Regions from separate parts of the Ovis aries genome. Here region 2 is linked to region 1. Evidence: chromatin contacts called from public Hi-C data. All regions are on one chromosome and are shown on one strand. The core of a region is the stretch at or near the end of the contact, and the rest is flanking DNA. Distances in the headings are between cores, read along the strand shown.

The links. Hi-C and Micro-C count contacts between places; a contact is called where the count stands out from the background.
Region 2: a Hi-C map of liver shows a contact between it and region 1, with 2.6 times the contacts expected there. The contact joins the promoter of RBKS here to the enhancer-like site in region 1. A contact is called at or near these places in 6 of 16 Hi-C or Micro-C datasets (hypothalamus, liver, muscle and 3 more).

Annotation. Positions count from the first base shown.
Region 1 is chr3:34,716,779-34,719,735 of ARS-UI_Ramb_v3.0, forward strand. All of the region lies in intron 13 of SLC4A1AP (solute carrier family 4 member 1 adaptor protein), which reads left to right. Among named protein-coding and RNA genes, the nearest start is that of SLC4A1AP, 31 kb to the left of the region's middle. Within about 2 kb of position 1,448, at least 19 of the 54 cell types and tissues checked have an H3K27ac peak or open chromatin away from gene starts, as enhancers often do. A contact at or near this core is called in liver and tail adipose tissue, where this site is marked.
Region 2 is chr3:34,888,355-34,891,233 of ARS-UI_Ramb_v3.0, forward strand. RBKS (ribokinase) reads right to left here and starts at 1,384. Exons shown (of 8, transcript XM_027966632.3): 1 at 1,258-1,384. The coding sequence starts at 1,358. All of the region lies in intron 1 of BABAM2 (BRISC and BRCA1 A complex member 2), which reads left to right.

The DNA of each region.
Region 1 (2,957 bases), core at 198-2,697:
ATCTGTCTTAAAGGTAAAAAGAGGAGCTATTATCACCTTTTGTCTAAGGAAACTGAGGCTCAGAAAATGAAGCAACTCGCTCAAAGGCATGCCAAGTTCATGGTGGAACCATAATTCCAGATTCTTTGCTTATTCCTTTTAGTTTTCAGTTGTTTATGTTTGTAAGGTTTGTGAGTTTCTCGAGCAAAGACTCCAGCTCATTTGTCTTTTTGTCTCTGTGTGCTGCTCCCTTAACCTTTAGGACTGTGAATGGGTGTGCTGTATAAGACTCTGTCCCTTAGGAGTTGGATTCTATGACGTCTCTTATCCCCTCTGTTTTAGTAATTCTGTGATTTGGAGGCACAGCCCTAACAACGACAGTGGTGGCCCTGAGTGATCCTACTGGCTGAACATTTCAACAAAGGCAGCCACTTGGCTGCCAGCCTGTGACAATCCATCATTAGTAATGCAGGGAGGGCGGAGGACAGTTGGACAGTTTCTCAAAGTGTGCACCAGCATCGCTGGCATTATGAAAGTTGACTTTGGGGGAGGAGAACGAACATGTTTAATTTTAGCAGTTGTGAATATAAATACATGCATTATTTATACATACATACACGTATGTAATGTTGCATAGAATGAGGTCAACTTTTAAGGTGAGTTTATTTAAAGAAGAACATTAAGTAACAATATGGTGGAATGAAACAGGTATACCAAGGAGTGAAATTCAAGGAACTATGGTGGGACTTCCCTGGTGGTCCAGTAGCTAAGACTGCGCTCCCAGGGCAGGGGGTCCAGGTTTGATCCCCGGTCAGGGAACTAGATCCCAGACTACAACTAAGATCCCACATGCCTCAGCTAAAAGATTCTGCCTGCTGCAATGAAGACTGAAGATCCCACATGCAGCAACTAAGACCTGGCGCAGCCAAATAAATACATTTTTTAAAAAAGAACTGTGATGAGGTGGGAAGATGCTGTAGTCACAAAACTATCTCATATTTGGCTCTGTGACCCTTAAGCCATGAAGCCCTAAGTTGCTGACCTTAAACAAGTCTTGGTTTTCTCATCTGTAAAGTCAGAGAAGAATTCTTGCCCTCCTTAACTCAAATGAGAACAAAGGAAAGCACAGTGAAGTCTGGAAAGTGTCCAGTGGTGCTGTATCACGATTCCCACTTGCACCCGGCTCTCCCTGGGACCTCCTCTTTACCACCACAGAGGGGGCCCCTCAACTAGCATCCGCTTCCCAGATCCCAAGGACTGAGTCCAGTTCTGCTTGTTGTTCACACCTGGGCCTGCCATTCTGAGGAGGAGGAGGAAGGAGGGGCTGGAGAAACCCTGGAATCAATCCGGGAACAAGTCCCAACACGTCACTGTTTGCTTTGTCATCCTGATTCAATGACCTCATACAAGGAGGGGAGGGAGCAGAAGGAGCTGTTCTCTCCCAGATACCTAAGGAGGCTTCTGACATCTCCTGTTTTCCTTGTCATGAGAAGAGCAGGCGCCAGGCTGCGATTTTTAAGGTCTAAGCTAATGCTGGAAGTGAAGGAGAACAGCACCTCCCATAATTGGCCAGACTCTGCTTCTTGGGGAGCTGCCTGGAGCAGAGGGGCAAAGGTGGCTGCAATGGGCATCGGAATCCAGGCTGTTGCCCTACTCCCCGGAGGGGTCGAGAATACACAGCCTTGTCCCCGGGTTCTAAGCAATCTCAGCGCTACTTGGGTGAACCCTAAGGATTGGCAGTTAGCTGTCCCTGAGGCTAGGACAGCTCCTGGACTGGTTATTCATCTGGTCCCCAAGGGGCAGCCACTAGAGTTGACAGAGGCTTCAGTGACCCCAGTGTCATCATCCTTATATACCCTGCACCTTCACGTACAGTATCCAGTGAATACTTTCTGAGCATCTACTGTGTACCAGGCCTTTTGGGGAAATGAAACAGCTGTGTGTATCAAAAGGCTACACAGGACCTTAGACTCACCTTCTCACCATGGAGATTGCTGTTGTTGTCCTTACCATCTTCTCTGGTGGCTCAGACAGTAAAAGTCTACCTGCAATATAGGAGACCCAGGTTTGATCCCTGCATCGGGAAGACCTCCTGGAGAAAGGAAACGCAACCCGTTCCAGTATTTTCGCCTGGAGAATTCCACGATGGAGAAGCCTGGTGGGCTATAGTCCATGGGGTTGAAAAGAGTCAGACACGACTGAGTGACTAACACACACACACACACACCAATCTCTTCTGCTACCCTGAACTTAATTAATATTTAAAAGAATTATCTTGTCAGCCAAACAAACTGCATTTGTAAGGTGTTCATTTCCAAGTTTTTTGTAATCAGACATTTATGTAACTGCAAATAAGTGCTTCTGATCAACACAAGATAATAACATTATGACACTGAGTATCTAGTCACACAAAAGCAAAGAGATTCAGCATTTTTGCTATCCTGTTTATCCTGGTTGGGCTTTTTAAAACTTGAAAAGTAGCTGGAAGTCCACCTGGGGAATCAGTTCAAGGTTTTTGAGGCAGTGACATCTCAGCTGGGTTTAGAAAGATAAGCAAGCTTTCACAAGCAGGAAGAAAGAGATCCCTGCAGGCAGAGGGTACAGAGCAATCCAGGTGCTGGGCCCAGCAGCTCCATCCCTGGGCTGGTCAAGGGGATCAAGCTGTGGCTTGAACTCAGTGGGGGGAAAGCTGTGGTTTGGGATGAAGCTGATGAGGGTGGAGATGGGAACCAGGGATCTTACAGTTGAGTCTAGTCATGTGATAGTCCTGGAGAAACCGAGGCAGGAAATACCACTGGAGTCCCTTTGGTTCCCAAGGGCAGGAAGGAAAAAAATAGCAGAGGCCAAGCCAAAACTCTGCCCCAGAGCTGGCTGGAACCCCGTCTCCCACCCTGGCTGCCCCGCCCCTTAACTCCCAGAGCAAACCATTTTTCTGTGATTTTTTGGCTCATCTCTTAAATGTTCCAGAGTCAGAACAG
Region 2 (2,879 bases), core at 134-2,633, 170 kb after region 1:
ACTGAACTCAGCTTATAAACATTGTAAACAATGTAAGATTTGGTCAGTTATGTGAAGACCCTAAAACTAGTTTTTAAGTAAATCACAGGTAGTTTAGTGCAGGTATTTGGTGACTAATTTTGCTAGTCCCAAGGTCTTTTTATTTCCAGGTTCTCAGCTGTCCTTTGAAAAGGCAAGGTGTCAGGACAGATAAGGTCTTACTGTAGTGTGATCATTTTTTATTTTTATAATATAAAAACAGCAGTATATCTGAAAAGCCACTCACCAAAAAATTAAACTCAAGCAATCTAAATGGTAGGATTTTCTTGGAACATTTTTTTTCTTTAAAATAAACATACATTACTTTTACAATCAAAAAGGCGATTTCATTAAAAAAAAGATATCTTGGAACGATCTCTCCATTCAGTCTCACTGCCCTAACTCAGCTATTTTCATCTAGCATATTTTGTTTATTCAATGACTTTAAAATGGTTGTATATACTGGATTTTTAATTTGATTCACATTTGGCTTGCCACAGGTAACCTATGGTTACTCTAATACTGAAAAATAATCTGTAAATATGATATGCAAGCAAGCTGACAATCAATATGGTGAAAGATGACCGCCTAAAATTTTGTCTTAGGCTCCACCCATTTTCTACACATTCACACGTATAATACCCAACCTGGATAGTATTACAGCTCAAAACAGTTTTCTCCATTTAGTGTGCAAAACAACCGTGTTAAGTGGGCACATTCTCGGAGGTAAAATGACTTGGCCAAAGTCACTCGGCTAGCCAGGAAATAGGTTTAGCAGCCTAGTCAAGAAAACAGGACCAGATCTCTAGAGGCGCTGCTAGTTAAACGAGAGCTGTCACTACAGGCTGGCCTTTATGTTCCCTCATCTGACAATGACCTTTACAAACTCAAACTTCCCTCTTCTACCCTATGGAGGCACGCGAGGCGGGCTGGGGAAATCTGTGGGTTAGTCGCTCAGTTGTGTCCGAGTCTTTTGTGCCCCCATAGAATGTAGCTCGCCAGGCTCCTCTGTCCATGGAATTCTCCAGGCAAGAATACTGGAGTGGGTAGCCATTCCCTTCTCGTGGGGAATCTTCCCGGTCCAGGGATCGAATCCGGGTCTCCCGCACTGCGGGCAGATTCTTTACAGACTGAGTAGCTCACATCCAAAGTCAACACTCCATCCCCAAAGCCCTAGTTCCAAGGCAGAGAGAAGAGAGCGCTGGAGGCGCAGCCTCTGCGCGCTGGTCCCGAACTAACCTGACCAGGTCGGTCATGCAGGAGCCCACCACCACCACCGCCGCCGCCGCCTCCGCCACCTCCTCCTGCCACTGCCTCCCAGAGTCCCCAGACGCGGCCATTGCTCAAAGTCGGCAGTGTCCAACCTGGAGGCTGCCCTTTAACCTTTGCCCCACCCCGTAACCAGAGACGCCGCTCACACGTTCCCTAACGACGCGGGCCTTCCGGACGCCCGGGTGGGTCGCCCACCTGGATGCCCGAAATAACCCCATGCACCAACTGCCCCCAGTTTTTCCAGAAATTGTCTTCCTGCACAGTCTCTCGTAGTAGAGCCATCCTACGAGTTCCAGACTCCGCGCAGCTCGCCACGCACGAGGTAGGCGCGGAGGTAGGAACTTTCAGGCACTCGGGGGACGCCCTTCCGAGCGCCAGGCCTGGCGCGGCCGGGGACGCGCACGCCGCCCAGCTCCAGGGCCGCCGAGGGGGCGGGGCGGGGCGGGACGTCCGGGGACGCGCACGCATCCGGCCCGCGGTGCGCGCGCAGGTTGGTGCGTCGGTCGGGGGCGCGCTCGGGTAACCTGTACCCCACGTAGTCGCCGGTTACCGATCCGACTTAAGTTCCAGGTACCTGGACTGGGGCTGGTGCGGGGAGGTTGGATCCCGAGTTGCACAGGTGGCTATGAGGACCGTGGTTTTACATATGCCCAGGGCTCTCCTTCTCTTCCTATAGAGAAGGCCCCTGTCCCAAAGATGCCCTACTCATTCCCGTCACGCTAGTCCCCTCAAGAACGAGCCCCCAAGGCCAGAGGCTGACCTGTCTCCACACCTAGCCCGCCCCCTGGTTCCTGATTAAGCTCAAGACTCTTTGCTTTTTCCTGCCTGATTAGGGGATCATACAATTTGGGAGAAGTTGTCCCCTTTTAGAGCGGGGTGGTCATTCTTTGGGTTCGAGCTGATTGTTTTTCCTGAATGCTGCCCCTTGGAGAAATTACTTCCCCTGTGTACTTCCCTCGTGCGCCGTATGACGTCGACGTGACGCAGCAGGACGCCACCCCTTTCCGTTCCATGACGTAAGCTGGGCACGTGTTTCCGTGTTTGTCATCCCATCTTAATTGGGAGAAGGTAGACGATGCTTTAGACGTGTTTGTATTCCCCAGACTGCCCATCGAAGTACCTCATGTGACCCTATCTTGAGGCAGCAGAGCTCTGTAAAAATTGTATTTCTGCATTTCCTTCTGTATATTACACGTCAAAATCAGGAAATAGAAATTTCACAACTAGCTTTCAAGGGAAACGGGCCACAGTAAATTTTTGCCTATCTGGGATCGATTATTGTGCTTTGTTGTGTAAAAAATACTACTGGGAGATCATCCCCCATCTGTGTATCCTGCTCAGAAGCCAAAGAACTATCATTTTTAGCTATTCGGTGACCTCTGATTTTGGAGTCAGGTTTTTCCCCCCCCTCTCTCTCGTCTAGAGAAGTCACAGCAGCTGTGCTTGTAACATTTTAATGCTGCGTGAAATCTTGCACTGTCAAAAGATAGTATTATGGGTGCTCAGGAAACAAAGACAAATTCATTCCTTCAGGTGTCATTCTAAGGTCATGACAGTTGCTGAATTGGATGGGGTGTTGTCACCTTAAG